Linked DNA regions of Pan troglodytes: region 2 is linked to region 1. Evidence: chromatin contacts called from public Hi-C data. All regions are on one chromosome and are shown on one strand. Each heading gives the region's core, a stretch centred on a gene start, on an enhancer-like site or on the middle of the called end of the contact. The rest is flanking DNA. Distances are from core to core; before and after follow the strand shown.

What was found. A called contact is a pair of places that touch in the nucleus more often than the background predicts.
Region 2: a contact with region 1 is called in a Hi-C map of stem cell-derived neural progenitor cells, with 5 times the contacts expected there. The contact joins the promoter of IRF2BP2 here to the enhancer-like site in region 1. A contact is called at or near these places in 1 of 7 Hi-C or Micro-C datasets (stem cell-derived neural progenitor cells) and 1 of 1 datasets of contacts at active chromatin or transcription factors (stem cell-derived excitatory neurons).

The regions. Positions count from the first base shown.
Region 1 is chr1:14,250,054-14,253,598 of NHGRI_mPanTro3-v2.0_pri, reverse strand. No RefSeq gene overlaps it. Among named protein-coding and RNA genes, the nearest start is that of TOMM20, 210 kb to the right of the region's middle. Within about 2 kb of position 1,933, at least 6 of the 24 cell types and tissues checked have an H3K27ac peak or open chromatin away from gene starts, as enhancers often do. A contact at or near this core is called in stem cell-derived neural progenitor cells, where this site is marked.
Region 2 is chr1:14,566,432-14,569,976 of NHGRI_mPanTro3-v2.0_pri, reverse strand. IRF2BP2 (interferon regulatory factor 2 binding protein 2) reads right to left here and starts at 1,867. Exons shown (of 2, transcript XM_525097.8): 1 at 142-1,867. The coding sequence starts at 1,189.

The DNA of each region.
Region 1 (3,545 bases), core at 684-3,183:
TGCAGGCAGACATTAGGTCTTGATTCTCTTCCTCACATCCCTCGTGTCTAGCATAGTACCTGGTACACAGAGAGTACATAATGAATATTTAGGGAAAGAGGCAAGAGAAGGGAGAGGAGGAGAAAAGAGAAGAACAGAGAAGGAGAAGGAAAGGAAAGAGTCAAAAGACCAACAGAATTGGGTTGTACACTGCCCATATACCTGGGGAGTTAAGATGCGTGTGCACATTGTGTGTGCACATACACACACACGATGCTACGGTCCTTTCAACAACTTAGCATCATAACTCCAAGTGCAGCTCAAGTTGCAAATTGTAAATCTACTTAGAGAGCCACAGCATTTTCCTTGGAAGACATTTACGGAGTATTACTCGGCACATGCCACCGAAGGCCCTCCATGGGTCAGGCCTCGTGCTAGGCACTAGGAAGACAAAAAAACGGGTGAGAATTTGTTTTTATCATTGAGAAGCTCAGAGGAAAAATCTGGGCAGCAAACAAATGGGCCAAATCTGGCCAGCAGCTGTTTTTGTAAATAAAGTGTTATTAGAACACAGCCATGCCATTTACTATCAGGCCCTTTGCAGAAGACATCTGCTGGCCTTGCCCTAGGTAGTAGAGGCCTCAAGGCCCTTGGCCTTGTCCACTGCCAACAGCACACAGCCCCTTGCTAAGTGCTCAACAAACGCATCCTCAAGGCTCCAGAAACTCTCTGGAGTCAGGCTCACTGGTGGAGAAGAACTCCTTCTCTTTATCTAATATTAAAATAAGTGTGCATTTTCCTCCAAGCAAATGTGTGCCACCAGAAGAGGCAGCACAATATCCAGCAGCTGTTGGTGACCTCTCTACAGACATGACGGACTCATTTCCGGGACCAGCCCCTTATACAGAGACTTCCATCCAGCATCCTCACAGTGTCTGGCCTGGGCTGTACAAATCCAGAGACCTAGAAACAGAAACTGTGATTCCTCTCGAGAAGTGAGGCTGCTATGTGGCTGGCGTGCACACCACACTGCCAGCTTCAGGCTCTATTGCCTTATCTTAAATTACAAACTCTACCAGAAGAAAATGTCACCCTTCTGCTGAGGTCTGGAAGGCTTTGTGTGTGTTAACAATCGTCTTGGAACCTGCGCTCAAGACGACCTCAAGCACACTTTGTTCTTCAGCTCTGGACATGTCGTGGCCGTCAGGGTGAAGAGAGAGATGAGAACAGAGGCTTGGACAGGACAGCCCTGGCTGACCAGTCAAGTGTAGAAGACACATACATACATTTCCTTTTTTCCTTTTCTTTTTCAACTTTTATTTTAGAGTCAGGGAGTACTTGTGCAGGTTTGTTACAAAGGTATATAGCATGATTCTGAGCTTTGGGGTATGACTGGCACCCAGGTAATGGGCATAGCACCCAACAGGTAGTTTTTCAGCCCTTGCCCCTCCTCCCCTGTCCCTGGTCTAGTAGTCCCCGGTGACTATTGTTCCCATCTTTATTCATGATAGCAAAAACACAGAATCAACCCAGGTTCCCATCAATGGTGAATTGGATAAAGATGTGGTTCATATACACCGTGGAATACTACACAGCCATAAAAAAGAATGAAATCAGGTCTTTTGCAGCAACATGGATGTGGCTGGAGGCCATTAACCTAAGCGAATTAATGCAGGAACAGAAAACCAAATACATCATGTTCTCACTTATCAGTGGGAGCTAAACACATACCTTTCGGAAGGCACCAGAACACTGGTTTGTTCCTGCTTTGTCTTGGCACCAACCCACTTGGCCCCTGACTCATCTTTCTCTACAACACTCCTGTTTGCTTTTCCCTACCATGGAGAAGGTATGTCTCAGTGGAAGAACTATGGGAGGTATTCAGCCCAAACATCCTCTAAGACAGTAAAGTGTTAACAGCTTAGAAAGAGCTGCAGACTATTAAAATGTGAGCTGCGTTAGTCAGCTGAACCGAGAATTCTCATCCTGGCCCTTGCTCTTGGAGGGAATGCATGCCTTAGTGCTTACTCAGCTCTTAAACAGGGTTTGTTGTTTTCTGTGTTTTTGTTTCCCGTGACTGTGTGTGTTTGACTTTTTTTAAACTGTGGTTTAAGAAAAAAAAAAAAGTTGATCAGTAAGTCAAAGTGTCAGAACTGTCTGGGTTGAAGCAGGCACTCATAGGGAAGCAGGAAGACCAGTCTGTAGGTTTAGGGGAGGGGAGCAGAGGAAACAGAATTTTCATTCCACACCAAGCCTGCAAAATCATACAGACAGGAGAGCCCAGACAAAGCTAAATGTCATTTTCTTTATCCTAATTTATTGATTTCTGCTGGCTGTCGGGAGCTCTCGGGGAGGAAGCGTGCTGAGTCCATAGCTAATGCTTTTCGTTGTTCTCACAGTTAGTGGGCCCTGGAGCTTGGGGAAGGGGGTGGCATAAGTGCAGGGAAATGGTGATGAGATGCAAAAGAATCATGGTGGCCAGAGCAGAAAATGTGTGCTCGCATTTCTCTCTCTGCAGTGTTTCTGAAATGGCCTCTTCATTTACTTGAAAGAGACCTCATGCCAAAAAATGCATAGCATCATCCCCCACCTGCTCAGTCATGCCTTGAATCTCAAGCCCAGAAACGCAACTGCTGCCGGTGGGGGGTGCACCCAAAAAATCCTCATCCCGAGAACACCTGTTAAAAAGTCCACGATGGCAGAAATCCCTGGTGCTGCATGGAGAATCTCCACTCAGGTGCGTCACCCCCTAGACGTTAGGAAGGTCCAGGGGCAGGCGTGCGGTGGGGTCAGTGAGACACGCAGGTTCAAGGTTGTTCTACAACCCTGAGAGAAATGTCTGGGCCTCAGAACGTCAAGAGAGCTGGTTCTTCAGAGTTCTATTTTCCATTCCGCTACTTTGAGAGGGATGTGGGCTTTCATTGTGCTCGTTATTTTCATGAAAACTCATTACAAAACTGAAACCAACATCACAGAACAATGAGGAATCACCAGCCCATTGAACAAGTGCAGAGCGGCACCTATGACCACTGCAATGCTTCCTTTCCAAAGCTCTTTTGCTCTTGCGTGGAGTGGCCCCCGCCACGGGCTTTCCCAGGTCACACCTGCTCCACACTTCTCTCCAGGTGCCTCTGTCCCCTGAGGCCTCACCTCGGGTCCGGGTCACCCTGCACAAACAGCCCCTGGGCGGGCACACAGCACTGACTCTGCTGCAGTCTCCAGGTTCCCGAAGCCAGCTGCCTACTGGACGTCGCACCCTTGAAGTCCCACCAATGCATCCCCAACAGGGTCTCCTCCACGGCCCCCCTTCCTGGTGAAGTCTGATCAGCTTCCAGCCACACAGATGTGAAGACTCATTGTCTCCAAGGAGCCCCAGAGTCCTGTTGACTCCCCTTCTGAATGTCTCCTCATTCTGACCTCCTCCTTCTCACACCCACTGCCCTCCACCCAGCCTGGCCTCAGCCCAGAAGGGCCTCCTCTCCAGCCTCCGTCCGGATCTCTGTCACCTCACCTGTACTCTGCCCTCCACCTCACCTCTACCCTGCCCTCCGCCTCCCTCTGGAAGG
Region 2 (3,545 bases), core at 618-3,117, 320 kb before region 1:
TGGTTCCGCCTCAGGCAGATCAGGAAGTGGGGTGTTTGTTGTTTCTGGGCTGGGGTAAAATGGTGACTCGAAAGAACCACCCCTCCTCTGCTCTCCGTCCCCTTTTCTCCCCTAGACCCCTCACTTCACAGCCGCCCCTACCTGCTTTAGACCCGTTGGCCCCGTTGGCCTCGAAACCCAACAACCTGCCTGCAGTCAGGGCCGGCTCCTTCTTAAACTTGCTCTCGAAGGGCCCCGAGTGGCCGTGCTGGTGCAGCGCCAGCAGCGTGTCGCGCACGGTCTTGGGCCTGTTGACCCAGTCCTGCTCTCCAGACCCGCGGCTCTTGCCCGCACCTTCCGCGCTCAGCTCGGCGGCCCCGGCCGCGGTGGACAGGCTGTCGGCCGGGCCCCGGTGCGCAGGCGGCGGCGGTTGTTTCTCCTTGGCTGCCGCCTCACGCTGCTCGTGCTCCACGGCAGCGCTGCTCGACACGGATGCCGGCCGCTTGTGGGCGCCCAGATCGGTGGGCTGCGCGGAGCCCAGGCTGGCGGCCGCGGTTCCCGACACCGCGGCTAAGGAGGCGGCAGCGCGGCCGCCGAGGCCGAGCGCGGTGGGCAGCGGCGTGGCCGAGCCGTTCATGAGCGGCACCAGGGTGGGCGGCACGGCGTGGCCGCGCCGCGGGTTCGGGCTCTGGCGATTCAGCTCGGGCGGCTCCTCTAGCTTGGAGAAGCCGTTGGGCACCAGGATGCCGTTCACGGGCGGCGGCTGCGGCGTCGGCGGCTGGGCCAGGCTCGCGGCCGGGCGGCTGCTGCCGAAGTCAGAGCCGAGGCGCGGGGGCCTCTCGGCCGCGGCCGCCAGCGGGTAGCGCTCCAAGGCCTGCGGCGCGCGCGGGGCCGCCTCGGGGCCGCCGTGGCCAAGCTGCTGCTGCTGCTGCAAAAGGATGTCCTTGGCGGAGAGCGGCGGCGGCTTGGCGGCGGCCGGGGCCGCGGCGCCGGGTGGGGAGCGACCCTCCGGGAAGCAGCCGTGCGCCCGCTTGAGCTGCCGCGCCGTCTCGATGACGAACTCGACGCGGTCGGCGCCCTCGTAGTTGACGCAGCCGCGGCAGACGGGTTCGGTGAAGTCCCAGATCATGGCCCAGGGCATGCGGGGCAGGTCACACAGGTAGCACGATTGCCGCCGGGACGCGGCCGCCACCGCCACCGCCGCGGCCATGTCCGAGGAGCCCGCGACGCCGGAGGAGGAGGCGGAGGAGGAGGAGGGGGCGCCGCCGCCCCCCACCGGCACCACGCGCGCCCTCCTCCCCCCCCAACCCCGCGTCTCCCCCACCAGCGGCGGCGGCGGCCGCAAAGGCGGCGGCGGCGGCAAAGCCCGCGAAGGCTCGGCGCCCGCGCAGCGCCCCCGGTGCACGAGGGGCGGCGGGCGCGAGGTGAGGGGCTGCAGCCGCGGCAGCAGTTCCCCCCGGCCGGCCCGGGCACGGGCGGGCGGCGCGGTGCGGCGGGGCGGCGGGCGCGGCGGCGGGGGCTCGGCCGGAGCCGCGGCGGGCCTCCAGACCGGGGCGAAGACGGGCCGCGCGGGCGCGGGGGAGCGCAGCAGGTCGCGGCGGCGGCCGGCACGGAGTGCGGGGCGGGGGGCGGGGAGGCCGGGGGGGCAGGGGGCGGGGGGCGGCCGCCGGGGCAGGCTCAGCCCGAGCGGCGGGGCATGCCGCGCCGGGGTGGCGGCGGCCGGGCGGCGTGGAGCTCGGGCGCGGCGCGGGCCCCGGGTCGCTCCGCCGCTCTCTCACAGCTCCTGGCGTCGCCGCTCTCCAGCGCCAGCGTCAGCGGCCAGCCCGCCTCAGCTCCGCCGCCGCCACCGTCGCTGCTGCTGCTGCCGCCGCGACCGCTCCACTTCTACAGACTTGATTCTTCGACAGTCTCGCACGGCGCCTGCGCGGGCCCCCTCCCCTCGTGCGCGTGCCCGCCCTCCCGCGCGCGCGCTCCCCCTCCCCCCGCGCGCCGAAGGAGCGCTGCCGGGAGAGCCGGCTCTGCGGCGCCCGCCCGCCCGCGGGGCAGCGCAGCAGCGCAGCGCCGGTGTTCCCTTCGGAACACCGCGCAAAGTGATCGTGTGCTTTTCCTCCACTTTCCCTCACTTCGCGCCCCACCCGGCTGTCCCGACCACCCTCAGGATGTTTTTCTCTAGTGTGCCTCTGGGCCAAATCGTGCTAAAAATCATTTCTTTTTCTTTTATGCAAGGACACTTTGTCACTTGGTTTCCGTCAGTCTCCTGAGAATGGGGAATTTAGGTCTAGCGTGGTTCACAGTTCTGGTTTTTTAGGAGTTATACTTGAAAGCTCAATGTCGGACACGTAAGCATGAAATCCGTCACTGGTGCTTTGCATTTGTCTTGGAAAGGACATACGCGCCGCCTGTCCCTTTTACTAACTAGGGAGACTGTGAATATTCCCAAGCCCAGCACCACGTGCACGCGCCGCCAGCTGGCTCGCGCGTTTTCCACGGAGCCCTCTGGAGGGGAGGGAGCGCGGTTCGGACTAGCCTCTCCCGAACACCAAGTGCTGCTCTTAGCCCCGTCCAGCCCTCCCCCGCGCCAGTCGCCCCGGCCGCCTTATGTAGGTATGCGCGGCGGGCGCGTGACGTGGGCGCGGGGCCGTGGGCGGCCGCCGCCGCGAGTGCGCACGCTCCGCGCAGACGTGCCTCGGCGCCGCTGGCACTAGGGCCTCGTGGAACGAATGCACATTCCAGGGATCCGGGGTCTACGGCCAGCGCGGCCGCGTCACAGCGCAGGCTCCACCCCCTTCGGCGAGTCTAGGCGTCGAGGCGCCGCCCCCGGGCCCGAACTTGGACTCGAGGTGGCGGGAGGCGAGGGCGCGAGTCGGGGGGGGGGTCCTGCTCGCCTCCGCGAGGTCCCCGAGGGCCGTGGGGGCGACCGGCTGGCTGGTTCGCCCGCCGTCGCGCAGGGCGGGCCGCCGACGGAGGCGGACTTGCGCCCTATATGCCACCCAGGCCGGGATGAGCCCAGCCCAGCCGCCCGGCCTGCAGCTCTGCCACCGTTGGCAGCCTCAGACTCAGCCCAGACTGAATTGAATGCTTGAGTTTCACACTTTTATCGGGAGGAGGAGCTGGTGTGTGTTATGGTAAATCACTTTGGGCTGGTCGTTAGTCTCCCTAATACACGTAGGCTTAGTCGCTCTTCAATTGGGATTTTTACACTTAAGCTCTTTAAGGGCGGCCTCTGGAGCTGCTTTTGTTGGGAACACAGGCCCACAACTGTCCCTTGAGACTGGAATGAGCTGGTTAAGTGTGGGAAGAACAGGGTACTAATTATATTATCTTTCCTACAACTGGATTGGTAGGTGGAGAGAAAAAAAAATCATGCTGACGTTTCTCTCTAGTCGTTGCTATTGAAAATACCAGGTTGCTTCAAAGGATTAACCACAAGGAAGAGGAAAAACACCCTTAGAGAAACAGTGGAGGGAGCTGCTTAAAACACATGAAAAAACCTGTTCGAAAATGGCACAGAAAACGTAATGTCAGACCTAAATGTTTTTACAGGCTAACCTTGAATGTCTTTTGGG